Linked DNA regions of Gossypium hirsutum: region 1 is linked to region 2. A link is a contact called in public Hi-C data. All regions are on one chromosome and are shown on one strand. The core of a region is the stretch at or near the end of the contact, and the rest is flanking DNA. Distances in the headings are between cores, read along the strand shown.

The links. Hi-C and Micro-C count contacts between places; a contact is called where the count stands out from the background.
Region 1: a contact with region 2 is called in a Hi-C map of leaf, with 2.0 times the contacts expected there. The contact joins two enhancer-like sites. A contact is called at or near these places in 3 of 34 Hi-C or Micro-C datasets (all in leaf).

Annotation. Positions count from the first base shown.
Region 1 is chrA04:9,254,861-9,261,442 of Gossypium_hirsutum_v2.1, reverse strand. It overlaps LOC107908079, which reads left to right. Exons shown (of 5, transcript XM_041111159.1): 3 at 2,030-3,264; 4 at 3,421-3,569; 5 at 4,326-4,889. The coding sequence ends at 4,889. Among protein-coding and RNA genes, the nearest start is that of LOC107908079, 13 kb to the left of the region's middle. Within about 2 kb of position 3,137, at least 9 of the 9 cell types and tissues checked have an H3K27ac peak or open chromatin away from gene starts, as enhancers often do. A contact at or near this core is called in leaf, where this site is marked.
Region 2 is chrA04:8,900,506-8,907,282 of Gossypium_hirsutum_v2.1, reverse strand. No RefSeq gene overlaps it. Among protein-coding and RNA genes, the nearest start is that of LOC107948686, 19 kb to the right of the region's middle. Within about 2 kb of position 4,687, at least 9 of the 9 cell types and tissues checked have an H3K27ac peak or open chromatin away from gene starts, as enhancers often do. A contact at or near this core is called in leaf, where this site is marked.

The DNA.
Region 1 (6,582 bases), core at 1,888-4,387, 360 kb before region 2:
AATTAGTGATAAATGAATCTAAATGGATTGGAGATTTGATTGATAGATGGAGGGGCTTGGTTTGTGCTTTATTTAATTAATTGAACATTGTTTGTCATTTATATATACGCAAATGATATGCATATGACATTTACCATGGTCTTTTCAATTTGCGATTAAATGGTGTAGGAGTACATAGTGAATTCGGGTAAGAATGTACCAAATTCATAATGTACACATGTGACATAAGATTTCCTTGTGATATCATGTTTGAATTCGGCTAATATTGGATTGAAACTTTATTTTTGTTAAGATAATTGGATCATTACATTTTTGAAATTTCTTAGGACTTATTGAGTTAATAACTCACTTGGTGTGTTTATTGGTTTTGTATAGATCATCTTGTTGAGGAAAGCTTGGATTCGTTACGAAGTCATCACATCTTTTGACAACCCTTTTGGTATCTTTGTTTAAAGCTCTAGTAGACATTATGGCATGTATAGAATAATATTTTGGGAGGTTTGCTATTTTGATAGTATTGTATATATAAAGGCATGCGAATATGGCTAAAGTTCTATGTATGGATTTGATAATGGTTTAAATATAAATCTTGAAGTGAAATCAACTTGACATATAAGTTCATATTGTGATATGAGTGTGATTATGTTATGCTTGAACTAACATGTTAAGCATTCAAGATACATTATGTATGTGTATTCGGTCAAGAGGAGAAAAATCACCTTACATTTTTACCCTTGTTTTAGTATGCGCATACTATAGAAGTTACTCCTGGAAACGTGCAATTATTGTTCTAATTATTTAAATTAATATTAGACACAGGTATTAGGGTGTTACAACAGATGTCGTTGTAATTTTGCCAAATATTAACTTACCTTTGGGTCAATCAATAAACGCATGAATCACAAAAACATATAACCATCTTAGTATTTCAAATAAACTAATCTACACAAAAGAGGTCACATTTTGTTTCAACTAATTTATTTAAAATATTAGATATCCTTAATTAAAAGCCAAAATCTGAATTTATTTGTTCCAAAATATTTACCTTAATTTCATCTTTCAATCAAATTAAAAGATAAAACATAAATATATATTTATATTATTTTCCAAAACATTAAACCAATCAAAGCATGCATATTTTATATATTTATATAAACAAACAAAACATAGATATGAATCAATTTCTATATATATATTTATATATATGTATTTTAAATGTCATATGGATTAAAATAATAATAATCACATGCCTTGCAAATACACAAGAACTGAATCGCAATATTTTCAAATAAAACTTAAAAACGTAGGTATCAAATAATATTACCCAATTTTAATATGAAAATCACCCAATTTTTTTTAATATGAATTCAAGATAAAGAAAACTTTAATATAAATTTTCAAAAAACAACATATATATCCGAAATATAAAACCCATGAAATTTCAAGAATCAATTATTCAAATGAAGAACCTGAATCAATTTCCAATGATTCGATATGACGAGGCTCGGATGCCACTTGTTAGAATTTATAAAATAAATCTACAATATAACTTAATAAACCAGGATCTGTTATGTCAAATCATTAAGAATAAATCAAGAACAAAACTAGATGCGGAAGCGTACTTGAATCCATGGATTCCTTGAAACTTTCTGAAACTTGGGGATTTGATCTTCCAAATTAGCACACAAGAAACTCAGAGAATATCTACTCTTTCTTTCCTAATGATGGGATATTAGAAAAGATATCTTGTGTATAATTTGGGACCATAACCCTAATATTTATAACTTTAGCATATTAGTTCTAATCAAATTCTAATTAGCCCATCATTAATTAGAATTTGATTAGAAGAGTATCTACACATATTTGACCCATACTTTCTTTATTTAATAATTAAAAGCCCAATAAAATTCTAACCAAATTAGATCACTTTTAATTTGGGCTAACCTATCATGATAGTAAATAATAACATGTAATTATCCTTATTATATATGTGATGTCCAAATTTTCCAACATATGATTCTTCTGTCAGAAGGGACAGTGCGAGTGATGGAGATATCAATCTACTAGCAGACGACGTGAAAGTTTCTATCGTCAATGGAATTCCAGCTATTAGTTTCTCAGATCGTGTTAAAGAAATTCTTTATAAAGAAATGGAACTAATAGTTATTATTAAATTGTTAGGGAGAAACGTTGTTTTAAATACTTTATATAATCGTGTTTCTAACTTGTGGAAACCTTGTTCTTCGTTTCATCTTATGGATATTGAAAATGGTTATTACCTGGTTCGTTTTTTGAAAAGGGCTGATTATGATCGTGTTTTATCACAAGGACCATGGATCATCTTTGGACAATACCTCACGGTTCAACCTTGGACCAAGGATTTCAACCCTATGCAACTGTATCCCAGTGTGGTTTTGGCTTGGATTTGGTTACTGGGTCTACCGAGGTTTTTGTATCATCGGCAAATTGTGGAGGCTATTGGGGGGCTTATTGGAAAAGTTGTCAAACTGGATTTCCACACAGATAATAGATCCAGAGGCCGGTTTGTTCGTCTTGCTATTTTTTTAAATCTCGACAAACCCTTGATTTCTCAGGTTTTGATCGATGGCATCGCTCAGAGGGTGGAATATGAGGCTCTCCCCACGGTTTGCTTTGGACGTGGAAAATATGGTCATGTCAAAGATTTTTCTCCTAAGGAGAATGCGAATCGAAATCCTATCAGCCAGTCAGAAGTAGTCAAAGATGTGTCGGTTAAGGCCGCTGGTGGAAATGCCGAAGAAGCTAGACCAGAATTTGGCCCGTGGATGCCGGTTGAGAGGAAATCGCAGCGAAATTTGAGGAATGGTCGGGGAAATGCTAGATCTAACAAAGGAGAGATTAAAGGGGAAAATCATCAGAAGGAACCGTTGGCGTCTAGGTTTTTAGCGTTAATAGGGGAAGATGAAAATAGCGATACTTATGATATGCCTGTTAGGAATCTTCTGTCGGTGGGAGATTATGATTTTAATGATGCTAGAAAGGGTAGTCTAAATGCCAGAATTGGGGTTAACTCTTTGGGGGATTTGGACTCTAGTGTTGGTCCAAGTAATATACCCACTAAGCCTTCCAAAGTAAAGGCCACAGATGGGCCAAAAGGGAACGATGCTTTGAAGAATGTCAGCCTGCGGTTAACTCCTGACCTAGCTCATAAATCCAGTTCAGATCCTGAGCTCTCCAAAGAAGCTGATGCGGTGGAAAACTGGGCTAAATTGGGACAACTTTCTGGTGGGCCCACGAAGGAACCAAATTCGCACATAATTTTGGGCCAAAATGCCTTGGACAAAAGGCCAATGCATGATAATAACTTTACTCAAATCTTGCGCAAGGAAATTAAAAATCTAGAATTTAATTCTAATTCTAATTCTAATTTTAATAATGCAGGTACAACGCACCATGCCAGTTCAATTATTGATATGGTCGTGGATGATGTTAAATGTGGGGATTGCTCAAATAAAGTTCAAGGGGTTTCAAATGGTGGAAATTTTGATAATATTGTAGCGCACTTCAACTGGCTTTCGAATGCTCTGAGGGCACCCCTGTTATTATTTCAGAGGATGTCTTGGAACCCGAGAAACATTCTGCAATAAATTTTAAAGACCCCTCCCATAAAAAAAGGAAAAGGTAGCTCGGATAAATCTACTTGTGGAAATTTTGGTGAAGGAGTACCCGTTTCTAGAGAGAAGTTTGGTGGTAAAGATTTAATTGGGGCAATGGTCAAAAAGCGTCCAATGCTTTGCGTGGTAGTGGGAGTCGGTTCAAAGCTTCAGGAAATTATAGAGTATCCTTGGTCGAATCTATGGAGGAAATGGCTAAATTTATATCTAGTCCTAACCTTTGTAAGGATCTTAATTCTAGATCGGAAGGGAGAGCCTTGGTTAAGGATGGGGACAATGCCTCCCGATAGTAATTCGTATGTTTTTCTAATTATTATTATTTTTTATATATGAATTTTACAATATTTTCTTGGAATTGTCAAAGTTGTGTTAGTGTTAAGTTTCCTCGTATTTTTTGAGAATATTATCAGGAACATAGTCCTGATATTATTAGTCTACTCGAGACAAGAGTTAGTGGGTCTAAAGTAGATCACAGTATTGCTAAATTGGGTTTCCCTAATTCACACCGTGTCAAAGCGATTGGTTTCTCGGGGGGTATTGGATTGGTTGGAAGAACTTTGTTTGCCTTGAGATAATTTTTAATCATCCTCAATTCATCATGGCTCGGGTTGGGACTACGTTTTCTTCAAATTCTATCTTTATTCGTTTGTATATGGGAGTCCGAATAAGCAGAAGTGCTCGGATTTATGGGATATATTGAAAAGCTCGATTCCCTTAGGGAACGTTCCATGGGTTGCTATTGGAGATTTCAACGTTATTCTTTTGCCATCTGAGAAATTAGGTGGTATGTCTACAGGTAGGCACTGCCCTCTCTTTGGTGATTTTGTGGATAAAGCTAAACTTCATGATTTAGGGTTCAGAGGTCCACCCTTTACTTGGCATAGGGGACTGCTTTTTGAAAGACTTGATATGGCTTTGGGAAATGAAGCTTGGGTTCAAGCTTTTCCCAATAGTTTGGTCACTCATCTCCCAAAAATTAAGTTCGACCATAGGTCTTTTCTCCTCTTATTAAATCCAAAGGTCTCTCTCCCCAAAGGCCGGCCTTTTCGTTTTCTGGCCGGATGGGTTGAACATCCCGAGTTTGGAAAGTTTGTGGAAGATAACTGGGACTTCTCTGGTGACATATCTAATTCTTTAAGTATGTTCACTCGTGAGCTTAAGGATTGGAATAAGACGATTTACGATCGTATCACTTCTCATAAAAGGTCTCTTCTTAAGGAGCTCACTAAAATCTAGAAAATTATGGATCTCTCAGGGTCTAATCGGCTAGCCCAGGTAGAGTTAAAGATTCGACAAGAATTGGAGACTGTTCTTCGCCACGAAGAACTTCTGTGGAAACAAAAGGCTCGTTTTGATTGGCTTAATCTTGGAGATCGCAATACTAAGTTCTTTCATACTCGTACGACACGACAAAGGAAGAATAACCGTATTACTATGATTCGCAACGACTGTGGGGAGTGGATTTATGACACGGAAGTTATTGAAGCTGAGGCTAATAAATTTCTACAGAATTTATATGGGGAGCCACCTGGACCCATGGGATGTTTACCTCCTAGTAAGTTCCCTAGCCTTGGTCAAGATGATATTTCTTTTTTGGAAAGGCATGTTTCTAATGAGGAAATCAAGGTGGCTCTCTTTGATATGGCACCTCTCAAAGCTCCTGGCAGTGATGGTTTCCATGCACTTTTTTTCCAGAAGCAGTGGAATACGGTAGGGGACGAGGTTTGTAATTGGGTGAAAAGTATCTTTAATGGGGCACCATCGACACTGAGTTGAATAACACGTTAATTTTCCTCATTCCTAAGGTTGATAATCCTGATGAATTTGCTCAATATAGACCGATTAGTCTGTGCTTTATGTTATATAAACTTGTGATGAAGATTGTTGCGAATCGTTTCAAGATCATTTTTCCAAAGATTATTGGAGCGAAGCAAGCTAGTTTTATTTCAGGTAGGAATATCACTGATAATGTCATTATCACCCAAGAGGTGATTCATTTGATGAGAAGTTTTCCCAAAAGAAAATGGATGACTATTAAGATTGATTTGGAGAAGGCTTACGATAGAGTACGATGGGACTTTATCAAAGCTTCTCTTCAGGCTGCTGGTATCCCTACTTTACTTATTAACATTATTATGTCTTCTATTACTATTCTTCGATGCAGGTTCTTTGGAATGGAGTTCCTTTGTCCAAATTTAAGCCAGCTAAAGGTATTTGACAAGGATGCTCGCTCTTACCTTATCTCTTCGTTTTATGTATGGATTGGCTTGGCCAAGAGATCCATTCGGCTATTTCGGAGAGACAATGGAGCCCTATTCATCTCTCTCGTTTTGGGCCTCCCATTTCGCACTTGTTCTTTGCTGATGATTTAGTTATTTTCAGCAAAGCATATATGAAGCATATTCGACTCATCAGGAATATTTTGGCAAGGTTTTGTGATTTCTCTGGGCATAAAATCAATGCTGGGAAAACAAACATCTTTTTCGCTAAAGGCTTGGACGTTACAGTGGCAAACTCGATTAGTTCTTTATTTGGATTTCAAAAAGTCCAGAATCTCGGACATTATCTTGGTATTCTGCTTTTTCATCAGAGGTGACTAATGGTACTATGCATTTCGTGGTCGAAAAAGTTAGAAGAAAACTCCTAAGCTGAGACGCTAAGAGTTTATCCATTGCCGGTCATATCACTTTGGCCCAGTCGGTCCTCATGTCTATTCCCAGCTATTTTATGCAATCCATACTGATTCCTAGGAGTATTTGCGATGAGATTGAGAGTCTGGTGAAGCGATTCACTTGGGGTTCATCTGAGCATAAGAAAAAGATGTCTCTCATTGGTTGGGATTCTAGTTGTCAACCCAAATGTTGTGTAGGGCTTGGATTACGGAAGTTACGAGACCAGAATATCTTGTTTCTGCTTAAGCTGGGGTTCA
Region 2 (6,777 bases), core at 3,438-5,937:
TGGTAATATGAGCTTCAGGGTAGCTCATTCCATTGTACTTCTCAAATTCCGACATTTTGAACTTGAGAGGAAGGACTAAGCCTGGACCAAACTCAGATCCTTAGCGTCAATTCCATGATAACTATCAGCACTTTCCATTGCTCTGAATTTTTCCTCCAACCATTTACACCATTCCTCTAATTGTTTTTGTGATTCTATTTTTGCCTTTTCCTCTTCTGTAACTTCATCCAAATCAGGAACAAGTGGGTAATTCGGGTTATTGACAGGGTTAAAGCTTGAGCCAGCTTGGAAATTTATTGGTATCGAAGCTCCAGCCTGAATCTGTTGAGGTCTAATCATAACAAATGGTCTTTGTAGATTAATCTCAGGTTGTGTCGGTACATGTATTGAAGTAAAGCCAGGAGGATATTGACGGTCTTCATTATTTTCCCTACATTATCTATCGGACCCTTTCCCTTATCCATTCTTCCCATCAGCAATTGGGATAACTGACTCATATCTTTCTTTGGGATTCCATCATTTGATCTTTCATCTCTTGTTGAATCTTGGTTAGCTGTTCTTGCATCTGTGACTGCATTTGTTCCTACGTGTCCTTTTGCATTTTTTTTGTCCATTGATTTGGTCTTTTTCCTTGTACCGTAAGGGTGCGTACTTGGTTGGTTTTCGTTGGTTTCCAGATTATTGAAATAATTATTAATTAATTAGAATCTTTTTATGACCTTTAATGCATATTGTAATGTAATACAAATGCATGAATGCAAATGAGGCATTGATTTTAATTCAATTCCATTTAGAAAACTTTACTAGAAAATAAAATTCTTTACATAAAACTGAGTTACAAATAAGACTTCACCCTAATGCTCAGAGCCTTAATTTTCCTAAGCAACGAGGCTAGCTCCTGCCCCCGATCTGACTCTAGCTCGTACTTCACGCTCAGTATGTCCGCTTGTACCGCTAAAATTTGCAAGTAATCGGCTACCTCCTAAATCTGGATTACGACTTCTCCCATAATGTAATCCCTGTTTCTGACTTGGTCTTGCGCATGGTGAAGCTGTTCTTCCAACGCTCCTCACTTGCTTCGAAAAATTGAATCCGCATCTCACAGCTTTGTAATGACACTTCTAATTCTTCTACTTTGCTTTTCATTTCTTCTACCTTACTCAAGCTTACTCTCAACTCTATTGCGGTATTACGGCTTTGGTACTGATGAATAGACTTCTCGAGTTCTGCCACTTTAACCCTTAATTCACCTCGTTCATTTCTACTTTCTAACAGACTCTTCTCTAAATCCTCATTTCATGCCTGAGCCTCTCGGAATTTCCTTTCCCATCGGTCGGCTTTGATCTTTTCCTCTCGAATTTGCTGGCGCGATTGCTTTGAAGTTTTACCTAACCCAGCAGTCCTCATAGACAGGCATAACTTCTTATAATCTGCCTTCAAACTATCCAGATCCTCTTTGGCCTTACTTTTCCCTTTTCTCCACTTCTCATCCTCTGACCTCTGAATGTCTACATCTAATCTCAGATGCATCTTTTCTTCCTCTAACTATTCGATCTTCTTCCCAAGCTCAAAACTCTTCTTCTCAAAATTTTGTTTTATAATTTCTAACTCTGATGGGGCAACTTGTAATTGTTCTTCCATAGGTCGAGTATCTTCTAAACTTGGCGTAGGAATATTATCATTGACCTTTTTCCTAAACCATCCATTGTATTCAGGTGTCACCATGGAACCGACAGCCAACCTCTTCATCCAACGAGTTTGCTTCCAAGCATCAGGCAGTTCCCAAACCTTATTCTTATAGTGGTCACATTTATAGGAGAATTCACACTGAGCAAGCCCGTAAGTTGTGGGTACAAGTTGCCTCAATTTATATTGCTTTAATGCAAGCAATGGAGTATACCCAGTAGCTCTACAAATTCTTGACAATGGTACCCAATCAAAATTCCCGCATCGATATAGGATTTCATTAGAAACCATCCAAAGAGCTCTCCACGCTATGTCCTCTTCCTTGAGATTCTGAAGAATTTCCATCCATTTTCCCTCTGAAATATCGTCTCTCCTCTGCATGGCTGCCTCTTCCTTTAACGGGGAATAACTTTCAGAAAAGACCCGGTAAGAAACCTTGTTTACCTTTCAAAAGTGCCCATGGAACCACACCATCAACAGCTATGCACACCCAATAAGACGCCCCTCGCCCGTCTTCTGACAAATGCTTAAGGATCTGAACGTCTCAGCCAATATTGTAGGTACAAGTGTGATTCCTTCTCAAGATGGTTGAATAAGTCAGTGACTGCCTCATCTACATGCCTTAAAGCTTAAGGAAAAATTACCAATCCATAGATACTTAAGGCGAAGATATCGACCCTCTTTCTTTCATCTGGATATGTTAAAACCAAATCTCTCAAATTCTCCCAAGGGATACAATTACTATCCCCCTTTTGTTGAATTCGAGCAGTGACCCAAGGCTCACTCATCCCTGAAAGATTCATCAATTTTTTCACGAAAGTTTGACCATTAAACCTTGGCATAAGCTTTTCTAACTTGAACTTTTGAACACTTGAGCAGGGTAGTATATTCCTCCACGGTAGGCACTAAATCCACTTCCCCAAAAGTGAAACACTTGTAAGCAGAATTCCAAAATTTAACTATAACTCGAAACAGATACTTGTCCACCTTAATATTTAGCAAGTAGGATATATCACCATAGCTTTGATAGAACAACTGTTTCGTTCCCTCATCCCAATGAGCCCATATATCTCTCAACTCTTGTAACTTATTTTGTGTTACATTGACGCAAGTGAATTCCTGCAACTCTGATGTATATCCTTCTACCAGGCTATCCTCTTTCTCAGATTGTAACTTCTCTGACCATGCAAGGTCGGCCGTATTCTCCATGTTAAATCTTCTAAGTTAGTAATCAAATATGAATTAACACCTCCTTTAGTATGCAATGTCATGCAAAACACAATCAAAACAAAACACAAGTTAGTATCAAATATAAGTAATACGATACCAACAGAAACCAAAAATAATCAGAACACAGATATGGGCCACTACTAATGCTTAACATGACTCTACCTAAGGGTAGCTCTTAAGGTTCACTATATGTGGTTCGGTTCTAAAGAGAAGGTACCTGAACCAGCAGATTCCTCAATCCTCACCCATTATAGGCTCATATGGATCGAGTTCGATTCAGGGGAATACATTTCCCTATGACCATACAGAGATGAAAATCTCACGAAAGTATAGGTACAGATGTATCCAGGAAGCAATCCACTAGCCAATGCGGAGGTGAAAACCTTACGAAAGCATACTTTCTTACTCCCACTTAAAGGTATAGCCACAACGGTCATGCAATGCAATGCAATATTATTCTACAAGACCCAAACCATAACAATCAGACAAACAAATGCAATCATGATTTTCAAAACAAAGTTTCAATATTTTGACAAAAGGACAACAAATAATCAATTTTATGGCTTGACTCTCTTGTTGGGTCCTCAGTGGAGTCACCAAGCTGTTGAAACTATTTTTTTATTTTGATTTTTGAAAACAACGGGGATCAACTTTGTAAGACCCAATTTGTGCCTGGGTCCACACAAAAACCAAAAAAATAAAATAAATAAAACCAAATGTTTTAATAGTTCCAGTCCATTTACATTTATAGCTTAATAAACCCCAAAGAGCCTGAGTTAATTTAAAACCTAAATAAGTCTAGATCAATTAGCCTAAGTACAAAAGCCCAAAAATAACAGCCCAAATTTAAACCTTTGTCCAAAGTAAAATTAACCCAAAAGGCCCAATGTCTAAATTCTTTCAGAAACCTTAAGGGTTTCTGAAGTCTCCTCGTGCCGCAATAGCCTCCAAGCTCCAACAGCTTGACTCCGAGGTAAGCTCCCAGGGCCCAAGTCAATTGAAGCTTCTGGAAGCCACTACTATAGCTCCCATGAACAGTCCCACCGCGTCAGCAACACCACGACCTTTGTACCTGCAAAATGGACTAGCAAACAACACAGCAGATATACAACAATTGACAGCAAATGCATAACAGAAAATCCAAGGCCATTGTATTTTCTTTTATTTTTATTTATTTTTTCTTATTTCTCTTGATTCGGCTAAAAAAGCCAGAGAATCAGCTATAAAGAGGATCAGTTTTTTTCAGAAAATACACACGCATATTTTATGAGTACAAATCTAGAAAAGTTTGAATAAGAAATCATCTCAAGAGCAGTTTTTCAAAAGGTGATTTAGATTTTATTTTCTTTTGGATTCAGCTCCTATTTTTTTTAAAGCTTTGTTACTACATATGAAAGCAAAAAAAATAAGTAAAGGGGAGAGACTTAACTTTTTTTTGGAAGCTTCAAAATCCTTGTTTGCTTCGTGGTAATCGAAGCCTAGATGAGGATTGAAGTTAAAGCCTAGAAAAACTCATGGATTTGCGGTCAAATAGGGCCAGATTAAGCTTTCGTCTGACGTCGTCTGTTGAATATGGAGATGAAATGGCGGTTGTGAAGCTTCCGGTCGAATGAATAAGGGATAGACCTTAGGTTTTGTTTTATTTTGATTTGTTTTTATTAGTTTTAAGGTTTTTACCTTATTTTGTGCAGAACATGAAACGGTACCGTCTGGAGGAAGAAGATCCGCACGCCGACCCGTTTTGTGGCCCAGATCCGCGCCCTTTTACTTCGAATGGTCAAATTGCGCGACTAGTTCGTTTTCGCGCAGACCTTTAAATTGAACCTTATTTCCACTTTACTTCATTTCAAATTTGGCATAGAATTTGCGCGTCTTTGCAATTTAATCTGCGCCTAAACGCCATGTTTTGGGATCTGGAATATTTTCAGTTTTGATCCTTGGACGTTCGCGCGCATTGAGCTTCAGTCATTATTTTAATTTCAATAGTTTTTTATTTTATTAATTATCCCTCTAGTTTGATTTTTATTTCAATTAAGTTTTTTTTCCATTTTAATTTGTATAATTCATTTTTTTATCTCTTATTTTTATACATTTTAAATTATCTTGATAAATTATTTTGTTTTTATTACAAAATTATTATTTTAAAATCACCTTTTATATATTATATTATTTCAAAATTTTGTATAATATTTAATTTAACTACCCTTATATATATTGTTAATATATATAATTTATATTAAAATTGGTTTTATTTTATATACATTGATTAATTCCATGTTATTTTATATAATTGCTTTTAAATCTGTTTATTATGTATATAGCTTATTCTTTAGAAGACATATTTTATTATTTCTTTGTTATTAAAGATCCTTACATGTATATATTGCTTTGTTATAGATTGGTTTGTTATTTTTTTTCATGTATATTGTTTATCCTTTATTTTATTATATTTCCATTATATATTGTATACATTGATTTTTTCTATTATGGCATGTATATTATCACCTTTAATTAGATTAATTTTTTTTATGTTATTGGCTCCAAATTTCTTCTTTCACAATATATATTTAAATACTCATTTACATAATCTTAGTTTTATTTTTATATATGTACATTATTTCAAATCCAATCATGTGTTGTTCATTTTGTAAATTTTCATATATTTAATAGTTTTCAAATTATTTTCAAATTGTTTTGTATGCTATGTGTTGCTTTAGTTTTCATATTGTTTCATGTATTATCGTTTTATATTGATTATTAGCTTTTTGCACTATTATTTAAGTTTTTGTCCATCTATGTCCGAAACTTGTTATATTTCTTTCTAATTAGTTTCTTGGATGCGAGCTCATTGCTATTGTGTGTATGTTAATTTGTTCTTTTTGTTTACTTGTATAATATTTCGTATAGTAATCCATGTTTGTAACTTTGATTTTTTTTTTCCTATATTGTTGTATCGTGATTCAAACTTCAATATTTTGATTGATATTAGTTGTTTCGTTGTTATTTCAAGAAAAATAAAAGCGTTTTGAGCAAATTCTCAATTTTCCTTATTGTTCAAAAATTCTGAAATAAGGCAATATCTAATATTTAGGAAATTCGGAAAATCGTGCTCAATCGTACTGGGTATGACTTTTCCGGTGAACCAAATATTTGGATAATCTTTTATAATTTAATGTATGAGTTTTCCAAAGTTGAAAATCAATCGCATCTTAAACTTATAAGGGATCGTATCCAATCGTACTAGGTATGAAACCGCATATCTTTGAAACAAGAGATTTTTTACTGCTAATTTGAGCTATTCAAACATTTTAAAAGAATCATACTTCGGAAAATCTTTTCTTTTAAAACTTTTGATATGAGGACAGTATCAAATCAATTGGGTACCAATTTTTAGGCGTAATGAGGGTGCTAACCCTTCCTCATGCGTAACCGACTCCCAAACCCCTTTTTTTAACTAAACCAAATTTATTTTTCATTGAACAAAGCGTTTTAATAGGTGGTCCAATCGCACCTAAATCAAGAGATTGGTGGCGGCTCCACATTTTTGTTTTCAAAAGTCGATCCCCTTTGCTTTCAAAATAAAAAAAAGGGTTTCGACAAACGTTTTGAAACCCAAATGTGGAGTCGCCACCAATCTTTTGTTTTGGTGTGATTGGATCACCTTAATAAAATATTTTATTCCATTTAAATCAATTTTGGCCTACGAAATTTGAGTAAACGGGTTCGGGAGTCGGTTACGTATGACGAAGGATTAGCACCCTCACTACGCCCAAAATTGGTACCAAATTGATTAAGTACTGTCCTTATGTCTAAGATTTAAAGCTATTTTTGAAATATGGTTCCTTTTAAAACATTTGAATG